Regions from separate parts of the Mus musculus genome. Here region 2 is linked to region 1. Evidence: chromatin contacts called from public Micro-C data. All regions are on one chromosome and are shown on one strand. The core of a region is the stretch at or near the end of the contact, and the rest is flanking DNA. Distances in the headings are between cores, read along the strand shown. Region 1 overlaps Gm32130 (a long non-coding RNA gene). Region 2 overlaps 1600002D24Rik (RIKEN cDNA 1600002D24 gene).

Region 1 (4,764 bases), core at 1,735-4,234:
CTGCACTGCCGAGATGAAAGAGGAGCAGAAAGAGCCACCAATATTTCTCAACATCTGCTCCTAGAGAAAACAATGTTTATTGTGGTAAAATCTGCATATCATAAAATTTCCCATTGTAACCACTTTTAGGGGTTCATTTCAAAGGCGTGGAACAAGTTTGCACAGAGGTGGAGCCATCTCTACCATATAGTTCTGAATACTTTCATGGCCCCCAACTAAGTCTACTCAGTAAATGATAGCGCCCTGCCCCAGACTCACACCCCCATTCTACTGTCAGACAGCACTAGGCAGCTCTCTCTCACCTGTGCCCCACAGCACCTGTTACTTTGTAGCTGCCTTGTTTCATTTCTAACTTTCACAAGGTTTGTACACACACCTAGTGGTGGAGTCTTGTTTCTCTTTGGGATAAAGAGTATCTACATCTGCTTGTTCATTCATCACTCAGAGCAAACTTCTTTCTCTAGTTCACACTCGGATGAGATGTTTTCTAAAGAACATTGTGAGCGACTTTACCCAAATGAATAATCTTTCAATCTCTTTAATCCTGTGTTACACTAGAGTGAGATGTAAAGTAAGTGGTAAGTGGCGTGTATTTAAATAACACTAAATATGTAAATAGGAATGTCATCCCTCCCTCATCTCCCTGTAGAATTATTTTTCTTCTATTTTGTTCTAGAAGAATATGTAGGGTACAAAGTCTACATTTCAAAAATAGGATTTCTGCAGTTAATCATGTTAACGGGGACATAAATGCCAGCCCAGCCTCTGTGAGTCATTTCTTGGATTCTAAAAGGAATGCATTTCAGACAGGAGGTTTTTTCATCTTTGAGGTTTGTTTTAAGAAGTGCCAGAAGCAAAGGCAAAATAATAAACTGCCTGGAGCCCCACTCAGATCCAGAGGCAGCCCTGAAACCCGAGGGCTAGGCAGACCCTTGGCTGGAAGGACCCATCCTCCGGTTGGCAGGGTTCATCTGCTCACTTGGGGGCAGGGGTGAGTGGGGGTGCGTGTCTGTATCCTGCAAAGTCTCCTCTTGATTTCAGAAAGCACTAAGGTGGTCTTGAGTGATAGCTTAGTAGTTAATAGCATGGGCTGTTCTTCCAGAGGACTTGAGTTGGATTCCCAGCACCCAACTTTCAGCCATCTGTAGCTCCTGTCACAGGGACACCCTCTTCTAGCCTCCATAGGCACTGCACACAGGTCCTACACAGACATACACGCGAGCAAAATGTCTGAATATATAAAAATTAAACATTAAAATCATGAAGGGAGGAAGGTGTGATGCAGTGGGGAGGAGTCAATGAGAGGAAACAGGGCCTTTAAAAAGCCAGGACTGTCTTTGCAAGTCGATCTTTTGAGCAGCACTGTGCCAAGCTGGCTTTTCCCCTTCTAGTTACCAGCTGAAGCATTGAGCAGGCGTCTGTGGAAGGCGTCTGCTGGTGGCCACAGCCATGTTGCTTAATCTGAGAAGAGCTGTTGCTAGCCATGAGTTTCTTCCACCCAGAGGCTGCCTTGTCAGGATGCACTTGAATCCACCTGGAGTCCTGAATGCCATCAACAGTCTTCCTTTGTGTGTAAGAACCTCACAGCATCTTGTCCCCAGCCCCCATGGAGGGAAGGGGAGGGGCTTGTCTTTTCTCATCCCCCTATGCCCGAGGGATAAAGTTTCCTGGTCCTGAGTGATCAATCCCACCACAAACAGCCCTAAGCCAAGGAGAAGAACCTACCAAGGGCCCCAGGAACTTCACACAGAGCAAGCTCACTCCAGTGACTCCACAGCATGGAGGCAGGCATGCTGCTGGCAGAGGGTAGCAGTGGGTTCGCTAATGACAAATAGGGTTATATCACAGGAAACCCTAGAAGATGGGTAAAGAATGGGACTCCTTCCAAACGCTTGGAACCACCCAACTCTCTGATCAAGAAGCAGCTCCTTGGAGCAGGGTTCTCCAAATGCACTTAAACAAACCCCAGTTTACACACCTGTTATGTCTAGCAATCTAATGGCACCTAACACACGACACACCCTCACTCAAGTGTTTACTTGCGCAGGGACCACATGCCAAGAACACCTTGATCAAACTTCAGTGGGAAGCTTTAGAGTAAGTTCCTTTTTTTTTTTTTTAAGATTTATTTATTTATTATATGTAAGTACACTGTAGCTGTCTTCAGACACTCCAGAAGGGGGAGTCAGATCTCGTTACGGATGGTTGTGAGCCACCATGTGGTTGCTGTGATTTGAACTCCTGACCTTCGGAAGAGCAGTCGGGTGCTCGCTCTTACCCACTGAGCCATCTCACCAGCCCTAGAGTAAGTTCCTAAAGCAGTGAGCAGGGTTCAGATGGCCGTGAGTATGGCGGAAGGGCTTCCAGGAGTCAGCTGCAGTAAGATAGCTCACTTTATTACTCCAAGGGTAGGGTATATAAGCATGGGGGGGGGTTAATGAGCAGGAAGGGCTGATTGTGTTGGCATTTTATCTAGGATCCACCCCACAGTTACCAGGCAACAGCCAGGTATGCCTGACTCACTATAAAAGGGGCTCCTTCCCCCCCTTGTCTTCTTGCTCTCACTTTGTCCCCTCCCTCTTTACCTCCTCTCTCCCCATTCTCCTTCCCCCTCTCTCTCCATGTGCTCATGGCCAGCCTCTACTCCTCTACTCTCTCTCTCTCTTTCTCTCTCTCTCTCCCTCCCTCCCTCCCCTCCCCCCTGCCTTTCTCTGTCTCTACTACCCTCTCAACTCCCCTCCCGATGCCCTGAATAAACTCTATTCTATACTATACCATCATGTGACTGGTCCCTCAGAGGACCCTCAGCATAGGCCCTCAGAGGCACTCCCTCCCCTTACACCTGACTACACATCCACCAAACATATTCTCTCTCCCCTTATCTTTTTATAAAACACAACAGATTGGCCATAACACAGTACCTAATTATCATATGGCTGAGTGGGACTTACATGCTGAATCATGCAGGACTTGCAGGAAGCTCTGTGCACAGTCATCTTGTAGATAAGGTTAGAGACCCTCCCAAAATAAAGTTGGGCAGAAGAAGGGAGGCCCCGCTGAGAATGGGAGTCCTCCATTTTGTGCTGAGCTCAGAGAACTCTCTGGACATGGTAGACTGCTACCTTAATAGCAGGGTCTTCCAATATTTTCTGTCCACCTGCAGGGCTCCCCCAGGCCCCCCACATTCCCCATACTCTGTAAGACCGGCTCAATGTTGATCCTTTGGTAGAGAGAAAAGGAAAGGAGGAATGGACTCGGGAAGGGAGAATGCATGAGATTTTCCATGTCAAGGTTTGAGAATAACAGGTGTATTTGAAAGAGGAGAAGAAAGCAAGAGGGTAACATTAGAGAATCAGAGGACAACAGAGAGCCCAGGGACGAAGGTGAAAGTCGTACAAGGACTGGGGTGGGAGGGAAAGGGAGGCAGCTTTGTTGGGCTTGTGGGTTTGCAGAGGGGGTCTCTTGGCTCCTGCGTTTGAGAATCAGACCCTGTATGGTTAGCTTCGTGGGCTGGCGAATCCATGCTCCATGCTGTACTTACTACAGTGGCATCCACTGTCTGTCCTTTTGACCCTGGTTGCTCTCTGCCCATCCCCCTCCTCACTTGTTTGCAAGTGCACTTGTAGGACCTGATATGGGGATAGGAACTTCCTGACTCGGAGTTAGAGGGTTGGAAAAGAAAGATGTGTCAAGTGATACTAGACCTGAGAAGTCTAGCTTTACCCATAGACCCCGAATCTCTTAGCTAGGGAAGGAAACAAACCTCAAACAGGCCACAAGGCTCCTGCTGCAGGGTGTTTAGCAGCAAGGTGGGCTGAGGAAGGAAGCCTAGTTTCCTTCCACAGCTCCAGGCTTAAGATGCTCAGTACCTCCAGGGGATTGAACCATCTTTGCCCAGCACTCCCATCCTTCTGTAGAAAATAAGTACATGGACCACCAGCCTCATCTTGCTCAGGTCCCAGTGATGAGCATCCAGGAGGCTCAGTTTGTGACATTATTACAGGAAAAATTGTGTGTGTGTGTGTTTCCTCACTGTTCCCACCAGAAGCAGCCAAGTCACTGTAGAAGCTCAAGGCTACCCGTCGTCAACATCAGCGTTTTGACATCAACCTGTGAAGTGCTGAAGGAGTCCTCTTGTACCTCTTAGCTTCAAGGGACTTGCAAGCCCCGAGTCTGATAAACACAGTCCCTGGTTAACAGAAGCAGCCTGAGAGGTTTGATCTGTCTCAACAAAGGCTCCCCAGGCTTAGCCAAAAACCAAGTTCTATTTGTTTTTGTTTTGTGATTTTCTGTTAAGATATTGGGTCTTGAAAGCACTCAAGTTTTCTGGAAGGTTCTGTTGGTGGGGTGGCTGCTCTTGGTGCAGTCTGTCAAGAGGACTCTGGAACTGGTGGCCTACCATTCTGGGGGCTCTTGGAAAATGGCCCCTGCCAAGGAAATTTAGGATAATAAATTGTGTATGGTTTATTTTTCTGTGCTTTACTTTTGTGTATACAAGCCTGTGTGTGTGTGTGTGTGTGTATGTGTGTGTCTGTGTGTCTGTGTATGTGTGTCTGTGTTCATGTGTTTGTATATATGTGTTCATTTGGGGTGTGTTCCACTGCGTGTACATGTGTCCACATACATGTGGAAGCCATAGAACAATCTTAAGTACAGTCCTCAGATGACTCTGCTTTGGGCTTTTGAGACAGGGTCTCTCATTGAGATCTAGGATTTGCTCTTTAGACTGGGCTAGCTAGTTAGCAAGTCCCAGGGAGCTTTAGA
Region 2 (4,889 bases), core at 163-2,662, 85 kb before region 1:
GCTGGCAAGCACGGCTGGAGTGTGGCTGAGAAGAGCTTTTTACCATATTGCCCACAAACTGTAGGCAATATCTCCCTTCTATGTTCCCAGTGACCGGTGGCCTTGCTCCATGTGTCAAAAATCTAGAGGCCCAGCCAGGATCCCCCACTCCCTACCCCGGACTTCCTGCGCCTCTGCATTGTCATGTGACTGTAAGAAAACTAGCTGCTAGTCAATCTTCAAGAAGGGAATTCCTCTGGGTTGAGGGAGTGTGCGCTGGGGATTACAGGAATATGTCTCCAGTAGACCTCAGCAGGCAAGCATCATGGGCTGCCCTGTAGGTATAGACAAAAATCAGACATGGAGTGTCCCATGCCACCCTGGCCTACCTCTGCCTCATAGCTTTGGGGCACTGGGTTACATTTGTATGTATGGAAATGTGCTCAGGTTATCTGTGGCAAGCCACCGTGAGACTTCTGTGGCTATGGAAGGTGGTGATCTTCTTCTGTATGAATGGAGGAGTCTTAGCTCTTGGTCTATGGAGGGATGAGAGGTTTTCACGGAAAGGAAGGGGCAGGAAGAGGCATGGGAAGCCAGGCTCAGCTCCCTCAAGCCTTCCTGACAGATGGTCAATGGCCTCTTCTTGGATTCTGGAGGCTGCCTCTGCCCTTTGAGATGTGTATTCACCTACTTGTTTTGAGGTTTCATGTTCAGGGGAGATGGGCATAGAAGCCTCTAGATGGGTTGAATAATGTACACTCAAACTCCTCTGACTGTGACCCTGCCTGGAAGATGAAGTCATGTTGAATTATTAGAATGGTACCTCATTGGTTAAATGACTGGTGTTCTTAGGAAAACAGAACACAGGAGAAGCCATGTTGGGGAAGGATTCAGAGGGCAAGGCTGTGTGGCTGCAAGTCAGCATCCTAGAGGTGACCAGAATCTGGGAGGGCCAGGAAGGGCCCTTCTGATTTTTTTTGCCCTGTGAACATCCTGATTCTAGACTTCCTTCCTCCACAACTAGGAGGGAATGGATTTTTGTTGTTGTTGTTGTTTTGTTTTGTTTTGTTTTTGTTTGTAGGTTAAGGACAACAGAAACATTACATGGATCATAGTGGCCCTAGGAAACGAATCCAACTGGGAAGCCCTTTCTTCAGGCACCCTGTCAGAACGCACAGGAGATGTGTTCTAGCATCTGGTAGGGAAGTGGCCCCAGGCGCCCAGCCTTTCCCGTTATCTTCCTCCGTGCTGGCTTCCGCTGTGGGGCCAAGGCAGCTGAAGGCAAGGCCTCCTTAGGACAGGAACGTGAGAGGAAGCCTAGCGTTGGCTCACGTTCCAAGTCAGATGGGAATCTTGGCTGTGGTGAAGACCCTTTTCCTTTGCGCTCAGGCTGTGTTCCAGAGATAAGGGAGAGGGGAGGAGCAGAGAGCTGGCTCCAGCAGAGAGGAAGCCATGGGAAGTCCTAGAGGATCAGTTTCCGGCTGATGACCCAGGCTTTGCAAAGGGGAGCTGGAGTCAGAGACCTGCTTTGCCAGAGCTCAGCCCCGACCAACTATGCAACTCAAGCAGGACACACTTCCCGGCTGCCTTAGTTTCTTGAGCAGAGGGGATGCCAAGCAGTGGTTACAGAGACCAAATGTGTGTCCTTGGCCAGGTTATGGGAGGCTCTGGTACATGGGATTGTGGGAAGAACACAGCCTCACATGTGATGACAGTTACTAGAGCACACAGTGAGGATGTGGTTGTCTTGGTGACGAATGCTGCTGTTTGGGCAATCCCTCTAGCCGAGATTGTCGAGATTGTGGTATTTAATGTTGACGTCCTTGGTTGGTTCTCATCTCTCCAAGGACTGGTTGCACTAGACTCTTGTCACCGTGACAAGAACCTGAGAGAAACGACGTGAAAGTAGAAAGAACTCTGGTCCCACAGCTTCTGCCCACAGTTCCCTCACACACTAAGATGGGCGGGCAATGACCGGGACATTGTGGTGACAGGAGTGAGGGTGGGGCTCCCCATGTGGTGGCCAGGAAGTAGAGAGGATGTCTTTCACATCTTCAATAATCCACCTCTTCCAGGTAGTCCTCCTAAACTTCCACTACCTCCCCAAATTACACCACCAGCCAGAGACTGAGCTCCCAAGGCATGATACTCCATATTTAGACCATGACAGGAGGGTCAGATTGTACCGTGGATAGATCAAGCTGCCCACACCTCCTCCCTGAATCATAACCGTTGTGCCACATGCTACTCTGACTTGAAGACGGAAGACAAACCATGTAACCAGCCATGTGACTCACACTGGCCTTGAACCCCAACTTGAAGGTGCCAAATGTTTCTGGGGCATGGAGGTCTCAGAAAACAACTTCTTTCTATAAGGCATTTCATATCACGGAGGCAGGGCCCTGTCCCCAACTCAGCTTCCAGGGAACAAGCCCTCCCAGAACAAAACCATAAATGGAGAAGGGCTTCAGAGGCAGCAACAGGGGTCATGGTCACGCCATTTCCTCACCAGCCTATTGTCTTTCCGTGTTACCTTGTTTGGGAATGGCCTTGGGACGGCTCAAACACCTGCTCTAGCACTCGAAGCAAACAGTGTCCCTTTGTCTACTTAGGTGATGTCAGTGGACCTTGGATCCAGTTCCTCACAGCCTTTCCCTCTCCCATTCTCTCACAAGGGACCTTCAAAGTGTGAGTTCTGCTGTCCCTGGGTAGGGAAGTTTTATTTTGGACCTGGCTGGTACTGCCTGCCGCTGTAATCAGCTCAGGCTGAAGGATGACTCCATCCATCTCTGGCCCTCTCTTGAACCCTGTTTCTCCCTCCCAAACACGGCAGCCTAGTTAACATGTTATAAACAGATTTCTGAGCTGTATGTTTGAGTGTTAGGACTTATCATAGCCTTGACCCTAAAAATAATCCAGAAATGGACCAGTTTGGTTAAAAGTTGGACTTTCTTGAATGTTAAACACTTTTGGCAAGAGCCAAAAGGTCTCTGCTTCTTTAGGAATGTTCTTTCTTAGAAGATATATACATATTTTACATACATACACACATATACATACATATGTACACATACATATGTACACACATATATATGGTACATATATACACATATGTATAACAACAACAACAATTATAAAAGTATAACAACAGCAACAATCACAATGGAAAATGATAGATTAAAGGATCTCATTGTAGCTCAGGCTGGCCTCATGTAGCTCAGGCTGGCCTCAAACTCACTGCATAGTTGAGGATGACACAGAACTCCTGATCCTCCTGACTCCACCTCCCAAAAGGTTACAGGCCTGTATCCCTGTACATAGTTTATGTGTGTTAGGAATTGAACCTGGGCCTTGAGTGTGCCGAGCAAGCAAGCACACCACCCAGCAGAGCCTTGTCTCCATTCCAGACAGTGGTTCATTGACCACGTCACTGACTCTATGATGGCTGGCATACCAACTCCTCAGGACAGCTGCAGACCAGTGTCTATCTGTGTTGAACATAGATGTAGAAATTCTCAACAAAACACTTGCAAACTGAATATAGGCACACATCCAAGAGATCACTCACAATGGTTAAGTTTGTTTATCTTAGAGCTGCAGGTATAGGTCAACATATGGAATCCATGAATAGAACATAATGTATATAAGTGGGCTTAAAGAAAAAAAAATCATACGATCTCAATAGATACAAGAAAGGCCTTTGACCAAATATAACATTCTTTCATGATTGAAAAATCCTAGGGATACTAAGGTCAGAGGCAACATACTTACCATAGCAAAAGTCACACAAGACAACCCCACAGCCAACATTATGCTAACCAGAGAAAAACTCAAAGCAGATACATTAAGATCAGACGCAAGATAGGGATGCCTGCTCTCTCCATTCCAATCTTAGCTAGAGAGGTAGGAAAGGGAGATAAGAGAGCCATAAGTGGAAACCAGGTAAAAAAAATAAACCTGTTGGTGGATGTGACGCTTGAGGTGAGACCCTAAGGGCTCGACCAGAAAACTAGAAAAGTGGTCAGCACTGTCATCTGAGTGGCAGGATCCAAAATTAACATAGCAAGATCAGTGGCCTTGCTATACACCAACAGACACACCGAGAAAGAGACCAGGGAGGCGGTTCTGTTTATAATAGCCTCAAAAGAGAAATAGAATACTGGCCCCTAAACCAAAAACTTTAAAACTCCAAGGAAAGAAATTGAAGAAGACACTAGATGCTGAAAGATCTTCTCAGCCCATGGATTGGTAGAATTGTTAGGGTAAAAGTAACCCTCCCACTAAAAGCAATTTACAGATTCAGTGCAAACCCTTATTGCTGCCATGTTTCTCAGAAAGCAAAACCAACCTTAAAAGTTACATAGAAACACAAAGACCCTGGATAGCCAAAACAATCCCTAGCAAAAATAATAATGGTGGAGGTATTACATTATTCATCTCCAGTTACACCACAGAGACATGTCAATAAATATAGCCCAGCTTTGGTACAATACACACACATAGATGAACGGACTAGAATACACAGCCCGGATTCGAACCCATAAAGCCACTCGATATTTGACAGACCCCCGAAATGCACACGAAGGAATGAGCGTTTTCAAGAATGGTGTTGGGAAAACTGGATGTCTACACGTAGAAGAATGAAGCTAGACCCTTGTCTCCTACTCCTACCTTTACCACAGCTGAAGCTACACTGCCTGGGTGGTGGCCCTGGTATGGAGGAATAGCAACAGCACCCACTCGGGGCATACCACTGCCCCCACGTGTCATGTGAGCTCTGACCTAAGCTAACCTACATAACCTTTGACCCTGAATGGCTTCCTTAACACCTTGCAAGATGAGACATTTTCTTCTATACCCTAGCAGATGCTTAACCTGCTGCTGGAAAGATTAATCACCCAATGTATATG

Evidence for each region. Hi-C and Micro-C count contacts between places; a contact is called where the count stands out from the background.
Region 2: a contact with region 1 is called in a Micro-C map of the G1E-ER4 cell line, with 2.2 times the contacts expected there. The contact joins two enhancer-like sites. A contact is called at or near these places in 1 of 15 datasets of contacts at CTCF or cohesin (CD8 T cells), 4 of 484 Hi-C or Micro-C datasets (the 3T3-L1 cell line, the G1E-ER4 cell line, double positive thymocytes and 1 more) and 5 of 115 datasets of contacts at active chromatin or transcription factors (double positive thymocytes, embryonic fibroblasts, embryonic stem cells and 2 more).

Annotation. Positions count from the first base shown.
Region 1 is chr16:95,774,446-95,779,209 of GRCm38.p6, reverse strand. The region is part of intron 1 of Gm32130 (a long non-coding RNA gene); the gene reads left to right. Among named protein-coding and RNA genes, the nearest start is that of Gm41509, 21 kb to the left of the region's middle. Within about 2 kb of position 2,984, at least 26 of the 459 cell types and tissues checked have an H3K27ac peak or open chromatin away from gene starts, as enhancers often do. A contact at or near this core is called in the G1E-ER4 cell line and double positive thymocytes, where this site is marked.
Region 2 is chr16:95,857,899-95,862,787 of GRCm38.p6, reverse strand. The region is part of intron 1 of 1600002D24Rik (RIKEN cDNA 1600002D24 gene); the gene reads left to right. Among named protein-coding and RNA genes, the nearest start is that of Gm32130, 58 kb to the right of the region's middle. Within about 2 kb of position 1,412, at least 89 of the 459 cell types and tissues checked have an H3K27ac peak or open chromatin away from gene starts, as enhancers often do. A contact at or near this core is called in the G1E-ER4 cell line and double positive thymocytes, where this site is marked.